Regions from separate parts of the Drosophila melanogaster genome. Here region 1 is linked to region 2. A link is a contact called in public targeted proximity ligation data. All regions are on one chromosome and are shown on one strand. The core of a region is the stretch at or near the end of the contact, and the rest is flanking DNA. Distances in the headings are between cores, read along the strand shown.

Region 1 (5,425 bases), core at 1,297-3,796, 330 kb before region 2:
TATAAGGGAATTATGAGAGCAATTTTGAGGAGACAGTGTAGGAGCGTGTTAGAAAAAGAAGGAGGAAAAGGAGGTGGTCTCCACTCCTTACTGCTTCTGCAGATACTCGTCGAACAGGTAGACGGACAGGGATGGGTCGGGGACCTTCATCAGCTTGGCGAGGTCGTTGGCATAGCCGGACAGCTTGCGCACGCTCTCGGCCTGCTTGCCCAGGAAGTTCTCCTCGAAGTAGTGGGCCAGCTCGGGATCCCTCTCGGCGTCGGTGGCGTGGGTGGCACGGGAGTGCACGTGAGTGGCTCCGGTGGCCAGCTGCTTCTCGGTGTCCAGAGCCAGAGCCAGGGAGTGCAGTTCGTCGACCTCAAGAGTGCCGCGCTTGGTGCTCACGGAGCCGGAAGACTCGTGGCGGGTGTTGAAGTCAACGATTCCTCCGCGACGGGTCACCTGCTTGATCAGGGCAATGCTGTCCTCGAAGGAGCGGTCCGAGAGTCCCTGGTACAGCTTCTGGAAGCCGGGGCGGTTCTTCTGGTAGGAGTTGAAGTGGGTGGCCAGCAGGAGGTAGTCGTACGACTTGGCCAAGTTGGCGTTGATGTAGGACTGGATCTCGGGCTCAATATGGTCAATGCCAGCAAAACGGGCATTACAAATGGAGTTGGCTACGGGGAAAAAGCAAATAATAAAGATCACACTCTTAGAATAGGAGAGCAGAAGCACATCCAATAGTAATGACATAGTCTTAATGGTTCCTAACTAGGTAGTGCCATACTAAACAAGGCAATAGAATTTTGAATTTGTATTTGTATCTTTAAAATAATAATGTAAGGGCCGTAATGCAGTAAGAATTGGAAAGTGTTCATTTTCACGAAATCTGAGATAGTGCAGAAATACATCCAATCTATATTTCACTTACTCTTGCCTGTGAAAAAGCCCGTGAGCGCTTGTTTTTATTATTATGTTTTACAAAGATACAAAAAGCAACAACACAGATTAGCCACTCTCTCTTAGAGGCGCTCTCTTTACTCACCCGAAAAGGCTGACGTAGAGCATGCGGTGATTACAGTGTTCTGGCAATATTCATCATCCTTGGCCAAGGCAAGAGAGCCGAGGCACGCAAAGAGAGCGAGTGCAACGAAAAATTTCATGTCGACGGTTTACTGTAAATTAAAATCAAATTCGAGAGGCGAAAACAAAGGAAATTAGTTTCACAACAATTGACAATTGGAAAACAGACACTTTTGTTTTCATTTTGGGCGAGTTTTTTCGTTTTGCGTCGTAGCGTTTTCTTGAATTTTCTGTGCTCTTTTTTAACAACAAAACCACCACCAATGGAATGTTTTGGTTTTTAAATTTATATGGTGGTCGGTTTAAAAACACAGTTTCCAGAATATTATTTTCTAGTTTTCGTAACTAAACACTCACAAAGTAGTTAGTTAGTAATATTAAAACTCACTTCCAGTGCCTGTGCTTTTATTAATAATTCAATCGCTTTATGTGCTTCTTGGTGAAACTCTGAAAATCAACTGCTGTTTATAGCGTCGCGTACGTCTCTTTCTATGCGATCGATATGGCTGTGTGTGTGTGGTTTTGGAGAGCGTGCATGGGCATGTGTTGTTTTGCGCTCAGTGCGGGATTTCGGTGTCATTCAAATATGGCCGCTGCCAGTGCTGTTGTTGCTGCGCCTGCTGGAAGGTGACTCACGACAGGGTTGTCAGCGTGTGCAAAATATGGACGCTGCACTTTGGATTTCAAGTGGTTTCCTGAGAGTTTTATCAGCTAACGATGAGAATTGAAAATAAACTGCAGATAAACCATCTACCTCCTAAGATAATGTTTTAAGTTTTGATATATTGGTAATTCACAGCAGCATCGAGCTTGAGACTGTTGCTATTTACAATACATATTATTGCTGGGTTCGGAGATAATGTAGGGTTTCCCCAATCAACAAACAAATTATGTAATTTGTAAGTTTTCCCACCATGTATCCTTCTTATCAAGTGTCATTCTTGGAGCTCTGCAAGCGACACGTAAAAAAGAGCCGTCGCCATATTAGCAGTTATCAAAGTGGGTGACTGATCCCCCCTTCGAACGTGCAAATCAACTTGACAAAATGTGAATTAAATTGTCAGCAATAATTAAACCGCCTGGCAACACATGACGTGGTGCTCTCCCACGGCCAAAACAAAAACAAAGAACAGCTGATGCGCATCTCAAAAGAGCGGCCATATTGCATTTGATAAATTTACTTCTTAGTAAGTGGGGATTATCTGACTAGGAAACCCGACTTTATACAAAGTATACCCATATTGAGGACGTGTGTATCACATTGAGTGCGGCAATTATCGGGAATATTCAATTATCAGCCATTTAAACGGTTAACAAAGAACGGGCGACATGTTGAAAAGATAACAGTGCACACTCTCCCATCACTCACACACACACGAAGAAAAACCGAGAGCGCGCGCGCTTAAAAGTGTTTTGTGCGCCGTTCGGAGCGACAGTTCGCTTTCGAGTTCGCTAAAACACAACGTAGAAAGGCCTTAGCTCCACTGAAAAATCAGATTAAAGCTGTCAGCAGAAGGTACTGGAAAGCATTCGAGAAGTCGAAAATAATCCCAATCAAGCCCATCAAATTGAAGCAGGCGACGCCTTCTGCGCCAGTGTGTGTAAAGGCAGCTAGATTTTCAATTTCAACGCCTATTTAACATTGTAGCTCAACTCGAGTCGCCTCATTCTCATTTGTGCATTTCAAGCAAATCAAACTAAAGTGAAAAACAAATTTTTGTTCTGTGATTTTGTGTAAAGACTACGTTCGACGATCAAAGATGGTGAAACTAATTGCTAGCCTGCTCCTGTTGGCCGTGGTGGCCCAGGCCTATGGAGATTTCAAGTGTAAGTACTAATGTTACGTTTTATTCATCAGAATTTCAAACAAAACAAAGGCAGGTCATCGGAAAAAAAACAATAAATTTCGACGCAATACGCAAAGAGAAGCAAAACATTTGTAATGCGTTGAAAAGAGCATGCGCCGTTTCTCTTTGACGCTCTTTCACTCTCTTTCGTCAATGAAGTGAAGTTACCAAACCAGTTGATTTAAAAGTTATTGATACTTCCGTTGCGCTTTGGGGAAATGATAACCAGTTTTTATACATAAATTTTCATAATTAAATAATGCGAATTTCGCTTTCATTTCCATGAATATTGCGGTATAAATAAGCTTGACTTTTTGTTGTTACATTTCAAGGCGCTCTTTGCACACGGCTTTTACGGGCCGAGTGAGCTAGCATGGTGAACCATGCTTTTTGCACACGGCACTACACGAAAACAAATGCCGTTACTATGGCGGCGAGAGCTGCGCACGTTACCAATGCAGTTACAAAAACAGAGAGAGAGAGTGGGAGAGTAGGCCATTACAGTTTTGCACACGGTTTTTGTGCCCTAGAATAGCGGCATTTCAAGCGCAATTTCAAAGGTTTATGCAATTACGCCCTCTTAAATGCAATAACCAACAACGCCCTACCCCTCAGCCAAGCAAGAAAGCAAGAGTTTCGTGAGAGAGCTTCAAAGGGAGCGAGAAGAGCATCAACTAAAAGAAAAACAAAACCTAAGCCATGAAGGTCAAGACCAAGAGTGCAAAGGTTTTTAAAATATTAAAATTTACCTAAGTTCTGATTACAAAAATAAATTTTTTAAAGCTGAATACTAGCCATATATTGTTATCGTGGTCCCCCGACTTAACCCAACCTTATCCCATTGCAGGCTCCCTGGCTGTTCCTGAGATTACCAAGGACTGGGTGGACATGAAGGATGCCTGCATAAAGGGCATGCGCAATCAGATCCAGGAGGAGATCAACGCCTCCTACCAGTACTTGGCCATGGGCGCCTACTTCTCCCGCGACACCGTCAACCGCCCTGGATTCGCCGAGCACTTCTTCAAGGCCGCCAAGGAGGAACGTGAGCACGGATCCAAGCTGGTGGAGTACCTGTCCATGCGCGGTCAACTGACCGAGGGAGTCAGCGATCTGATCAATGTGCCGGTAAGTCGACGACTCGCCTAGAAAACCCAAAAGCCCAGCTAATCCTGGCGAATCCCCCACAGACTGTGGCCAAGCAGGAGTGGACCGATGGTGCCGCCGCCCTGTCCGACGCCCTCGACCTGGAGATCAAGGTGACCAAGTCCATCCGCAAGCTGATCCAGACCTGCGAGAACAAGCCCTACAACCACTACCACCTGGTGGACTACCTGACCGGTGTCTATCTGGAGGAGCAGCTCCACGGACAGCGCGAGCTCGCCGGCAAGCTGACCACTCTCAAGAAGATGATGGACACCAACGGCGAACTGGGCGAGTTCCTGTTCGACAAGACCCTGTAAGGAGGTGGAGATAGAGAAGGCGCAGCGCCCAGTCACGCATCAAAATTATCAGCCAGTCGAGTTATCTGTTATCTGTCAGCCCAGAGAGCCTTCCCGAGGGTCCGCTATTAAATCATCACCAGCCAAGTCGGCGACTGGCCAATAAATTATCCGTTCGACTGCGATCCTCAAACCAGCACAGCAAAATTCCACGTCTGTTCTTTCTTATCAACCACTTGTGATTTCCGTACACCTCGGGAGGGGGCTCCACATTATGCAATCGCCGAGATTTCGCCTAGGCTTAAGTGGAATCGCTCATTCGCATAGTAAGACACTCAGCACAACCCATTCAATACATCCTATATCTTTATATTTTTCTGTCAATTAGACGAGCAAGTTCTTAAATAAATAACAATATATATGTAACGAAATAAACTGTATATGCGTTTGTTTTTGAGGGAGTTTTTTCAGATGGAAAACGAGGGTGATTTTATTCTTGTTGATAATTTTCGATGGGGATTTCACAGAAAAAGTGCTATATCTTGGGAAAGACACGTCCAATTGTGGAGTGGAATACCTCGTTGAACTTGTAAAAATATTCCTAAACGACGGGTAACTCATTTAGAGAAATTTTTGGTTTGAAAATTTTTTCGATTTTTTATGATGTTACCCCTTACAAAAAATGCGAAATTTGGCCGAAAAATTATTTTTCCAAATTAAAGCAAATATTGATATGGGTCTTTAGCTGAGGACCCCAGCTGACTAAAAAAGTGCGTTTTTCAGCCTTGTGACATATTTTGGCCAACTTACAACGAAAAAACTGTAAAAAAGGTGTTTAAAACTGGAATGTTTAAGGAAAAAGAAATTGTGTTTTTGGGAATGGTGAAGTTGTAGGTTATTTCGTAAAATCACAATAAAGCAAAACTTTGTTTCTACTCTCTGTTGGTTCAGTAAGCCTATCAGATTACAGAGGTCCTTGGAGAGTTGAGTAGAGTGCGGAATCAAGTGATACGCCTTACAATTGATACACTTAATATTTGGATCTACTTTCGCTAATTTTTGCTGTCTTCCCAACTCCAA
Region 2 (4,728 bases), core at 574-3,073:
CCTCACTTAAAAATAACCCATAAGTGCGTAAGGAAAAAGAGAACAATGCACTCGTCTAAAAATAAATCGCATTCAACGGGGGGGCTTGTCTTTGTGAGCCCTTTAAGGATAAACCTTCTCAAGATAGCAACAAGTGTTTTCAGGCCTCTCTTCTTGCCGCAATGGGCACTCATTCTCCTATCGTATACCCCCTAGATATCATATTCCACAGCGGAAACCAACCATGCATATGCAAACTGAACGATTTCGGTTCGTCTCGACTTTTGTCTTTGAAAGCCTGAAGGTCGCGGGTCTCGGCCATTGGATTCGCCGTCGCCATCGATCGTATAATAATTGCCGCGAATGCAAAAATTAGTTGAACGCGTGATTAATGATTGGCTTTCCATTATATCCCAATGCCTGTTTCGTCAATTAGTGACGCCCATTGAGGGAAGTTCACAAATTCCAGCCAGGCGGGAATTGAAATTCATTAAGTGAAATGCAATTCGCTCCCGTAAGGGTTAAAAGCGCTCTTATTTTTGGCTCAAAATCAGGCAGTAAGGTTGACTCATCTATAAGATACTGATTGCATACGAAACCCATGAGGACCTCAACGAAAGAAAATCAATCAATGTTGATAATTAATTAATTAATAGAGTGGAAATATAAATTAAATGTCAAGACTGAAATGTATGTGTAAGTTAGGTGTCCAGTTTGTGAAAATAAACGAATAAACATTGTACGTAAGGGATTCCCGATTGGCACTAGATTCCATTGATGTATCAACATTCTGATTCCAGATTGTTAAAATAAACGAAATACCGCATACGCACTAGGAAATTGAGAAGAAACGCGAGAAGCGGCGGATGGCAACGAAAGCCGCGACGAGCAATAATATCGCGACGAAGAGCGGGCGAAAAAGAAAGCAGGCGCTTATGCAATGGGCAAACAAGCGATCTAGGCAGATCCAACCAACGGATGGGATTGTAGATCGGCGGTATCCGGATTGCAGATTCGTGTGACTCACCTTCTTTTCTCCTTTGGTTTGCCGCTGGCCGTGAGATTGGTTTTTGGGGCGCCAGGAGATGGGGAGCCAACGGACGAAGATGGTGGGGAGGACGAGAACGAAGAGGAACAGGAGGAGGAGGAGGCGGAGGTGTTGGTGACCACCGCTTGGGACTGCTTCTGTTTCTCGGCCGCCGCTTCGATTGTGTCAATTAATGAAACCATTGTGTCTCCGGATTTCAAAGTGCGGCAGCATTCAAAAGATCTGCCGATGTGGAGGTTCCTGTTTTCCTTATCGCGAGTTTTTCCAGCACTTTTTGAGACTCTTCGTTGTTGTTTTCTATTATTTATCGCTGTTACTTTCGTTGTTTTCCTATGTATGAAAACTATTGTGCGCTTGTATTGGTTTCTGCGTTTGTATTGTTGTCACTACGCACACACACACTCGCACACACTATAACTCTGTTTTCCTGTTAAACCGTTATTATTTAATCACTTTTACACCGTTCACCTCGATTAACTTTGTGTATATCTGATTTTTGAGCCACAAAAAACAAAACACAAGGTTATATTATTATTTCACTGCTGTTGCTGTTGTTGTCGTTGTTATTGTGGTTGTAGTCTCAACTGGCCAATTGCACTTTGCTTTTTTCGATAATTCGGATATTTTTGTTATTGCACCTTGAAGTTCTGCACCGACTTGATGTTGAATTCGCGTTTAAGCATCTCACAAACGCGATTTATCCGCAATATATGCATTTTACACTGCGCCTACAGCATTTTTCCTTTCCACACGAAATCTTAATACGCTTTTATTTTTCCGTTTTCTTTGATTGCTGCTTCGTAAACAGTGTGGCAGCAGGGTGGAAAAATACTGCCAACGAGGTGGGAGCGCTTCGAGTATATACCAGAAATACACAACATATGGAAATAACGGCCTATTGGCTACAGTGAATACAAGATACATTTACATTTTTTTATTTGTGTATTTCGCTATTTGTAAAAAAAGCGAGAATTTAATTGAGAAAACGAGTATCTTTTATTTCTGAAATAAGCACTATGCTGTTTCAACAATATCTCTGTTAATTCCAGACTATCTGGCTGATAAATGTTTCCCAGTCACGATCGATAGTGTGGGGATGGATTGAAGTTAATGACAAGTTTTATTTATTTTGTACGAAGTCACACCTAGCTCTTATCTTATGTACTCCCACCTAAGCCTTGGGCACCACTGAACTGCTATTGGGGGACACCAGCTCATCGCCGCCTCCGTTGTTGCCCACATCCGCCAGCGGATCCGCGTTCTGGCCACCAACTGAACCGGCATCCGTGTCCAAGGCCTCGCTCAAGCCATCATCGTCGTCGTCATCACCGCCAGATTTGTTGTACACGGTGGGGTACTTCTGGAAACAGTCGCGCATCTTGGTGAAGGCATCGTAGCAGTCCGATCCCTTGGGATCGGCGGTGCTGTTCTGGAAGCAGGAAAATGCCTCACGGAAATCGACGCCACAGGGACCGGTGGCCATGCCGCCGAGGCAGGGACAACTCCAGTTGATCTTGCCGTCCTTGGTGATCACGCCCTCCGGCTTTTCCGGCGGCGGCAGCTCGATGGTGCTGGGCGTGGCATGGTCCTCCTTGGTCACAAAAATCACCTTGTCCTTGCCGTACTCCTTGCAGTAAGAGAATGACATCCTGATGCGGTAATGCTAGTTAAATGCTACAAACTCCTCGGGGGATTCCTCAAAATCCAAGGGCTTTCGGGATGTGCTGAGCACCTGAAAATGGCAGGGCACCTCCTGGTAGTATCCTATTAGGGCTATAGCTACGCGAACGCGATCCAGGACGTTCTCGGGCACCCGGAGAATGGAGCGTTTTTGGCTGGAACTAAATTTCACAATTTCCAGTATGGTCTGGCCACCTATTTCGCCAAAAATACTAGCCAAGGAGCTATGGATGCAGCCACAGAAGAATACGGGCGTCAGAGTCACGGAGTCTGGATCACGGAGTTTTCTGGCGATTAAAAACGTGAATTATCTTAATTATATTTGCATGATGCACGTGCGCACGTGGGAAATACGGGGCTTTAAGGAGCGGGGCTGAGTGCCCGGAACTCACATCTTCACGTCCAGATATTGGTAACCACTCATGCTTTGGGTGCAAGTGCCAGTGCCCCTCTTTTTTTGGCGGAATCTTCGGGAAAAGTCGTCCAAAAGTTGCCGGTCAGTGTGTTTTTTTTATGTAATTACTCCCCTTTTTTGCTGTTTCTTTCTGCTTCTCAAACAGCTGTGCGCCGCCAGAGATGCCAGCTCGGCTCACAACGGACATGAGTAGTTATAAAATAGCTAAAATTATAGCCATTTATTAAAACATTTAAATTGTTATTGGAACTACTTAAATGCAATTTTATTAAAATGGTTACAAGTTTATGGGGTTTTTCCGCTTTTTAATCTCATTTAGTAGCCATCACAGAAATCATTTCAGTTCGTTGTGAATGACAAAAAAATCAGATCACAGTAAAATCAGTTAGGATTCAAATTCAAATTCTTCATGACGGTTATAATGTATATTACACTGAGTATTACAATTCGCTAGTCCTAATCATCGGACACAACCGCGACAGTCTTTTCAATGCTCTTCTCAAAGTCCAGCGATGATTTGGATGTTTCCAAGATCTCAAAATGACAGGGTATCTGCTGGTAGTGACCGATGAGCTCAATGGATATGCGGGTCATGTCGTGCAGTTGCTCTGGCACTCGAAAGATAACACGATGTTGCTGGGCGCAGAACTTCACGATCTCCAGTGTGGGTTTCTCCTCGCAGAAGAAACTGTCCAGGGCGTCAAGAACGCAGCTTCGAAACAGAGATGGGGTCAAAGCAACTGCAGTCGGATCCCGAAGTTTACTATTAAATAAATGAATATATTTACTGAATTTAATAACAACCAAGTTTATATTAATGACCGCAGAACATCATTCTACTCACAGTTTGATGTCGAAATAGTAATAGTTCGCCATGGTGATCTTGCGCGTTCCTTTTAAGCGGGATCCTCTGTAGTGATAGAGTTTTGTGCGTTCGGGGCGATTGGCAAACTGATTTTGCAGTGAATTGCGCGCCGCGCAGTCTTTGTCGAAATTCTCTCACGCAAGACGTGCAATTTAAATAACGAAACTCGAAACAACAAATAGTCAAATTTAACTTCGAAACTGTCAAATGGAGAAGCTAACGAATGTTCAGGCACAGCAGGAAGAGGAGGAGGAAGAAGGTCCACTCAGCGTGACTAAGTTAATAGTGAGTAGGCTGCGATCTCGACCAGGATTATTATGGGCATTCCCTACGATATCCTCCTCCTAGGGCGGCAGCATCACGGCCAAGGACATCAAGCTGCTCCAGCAGGCCAGTCTGCACACCGTGGAGTCGGTGGCCAATGCCACCAAGAAGCAACTGATGGCCATTCCCGGCTTGGGCGGCGGCAAGGTGGAGCAGATCATCACGGAGGCTAACAAACTGGTGCCTCTGGGCTTCCTTAGTGCTCGCACCTTCTATCAAATGCGTGCCGATGTCGTGCAGCTGAGCACGGGCTCCAAGGAGCTGGATAAACTGCTGGGCGGCGGCATTGAGACGGGATCCATTACCGAGATCTTTGGCGAGTTCCGCTGCGGAAAGACCCAATTGTGCCACACTCTGGCAGTAACCTGCCAGCTGCCCATCAGCCAGAAGGGCGGCGAGGGCAAGTGCATGTACATC

The links.
Region 1: a contact with region 2 is called in a targeted proximity ligation map of the Kc167 cell line, with 4 times the contacts expected there. A contact is called at or near these places in 1 of 107 Hi-C or Micro-C datasets (the Kc167 cell line) and 1 of 7 datasets of targeted methods (the Kc167 cell line).

What each region holds. Positions count from the first base shown.
Region 1 is chr3R:30,384,925-30,390,349 of dm6, reverse strand. Fer2LCH (Ferritin 2 light chain homologue) reads right to left here and starts at 2,546. Exons shown (of 4, transcript NM_080063.4): 1 at 2,429-2,546; 2 at 1,448-1,770; 3 at 1,022-1,151; 4 at 1-653. The coding sequence starts at 1,139. The coding sequence ends at 88. It overlaps Fer1HCH (Ferritin 1 heavy chain homologue), which reads left to right and starts at 2,172. Exons shown (of 3, transcript NM_080134.4): 1 at 2,172-2,886; 2 at 3,754-4,031; 3 at 4,094-4,777. The coding sequence starts at 2,820. The coding sequence ends at 4,366.
Region 2 is chr3R:30,055,406-30,060,133 of dm6, reverse strand. It overlaps sima (similar), which reads right to left and starts at 1,823. Exons shown (of 12, transcript NM_079845.4): 1 at 1,007-1,823. The coding sequence starts at 1,209. It overlaps CG7950, which reads right to left and starts at 3,275. Exons shown (of 2, transcript NM_170464.3): 1 at 3,100-3,275; 2 at 2,003-3,018. The coding sequence starts at 2,675. The coding sequence ends at 2,199. It overlaps Rpp14a (Ribonuclease P/MRP subunit p14 a), which reads right to left and starts at 3,275. Exons shown (of 2, transcript NM_001104507.3): 1 at 3,100-3,275; 2 at 2,003-2,994. The coding sequence starts at 3,131. The coding sequence ends at 2,691. spn-A (spindle A) reads left to right here and starts at 4,097. Exons shown (of 1, transcript NM_170463.3): 1 at 4,097-4,728. The coding sequence starts at 4,429. It also overlaps Rpp14b.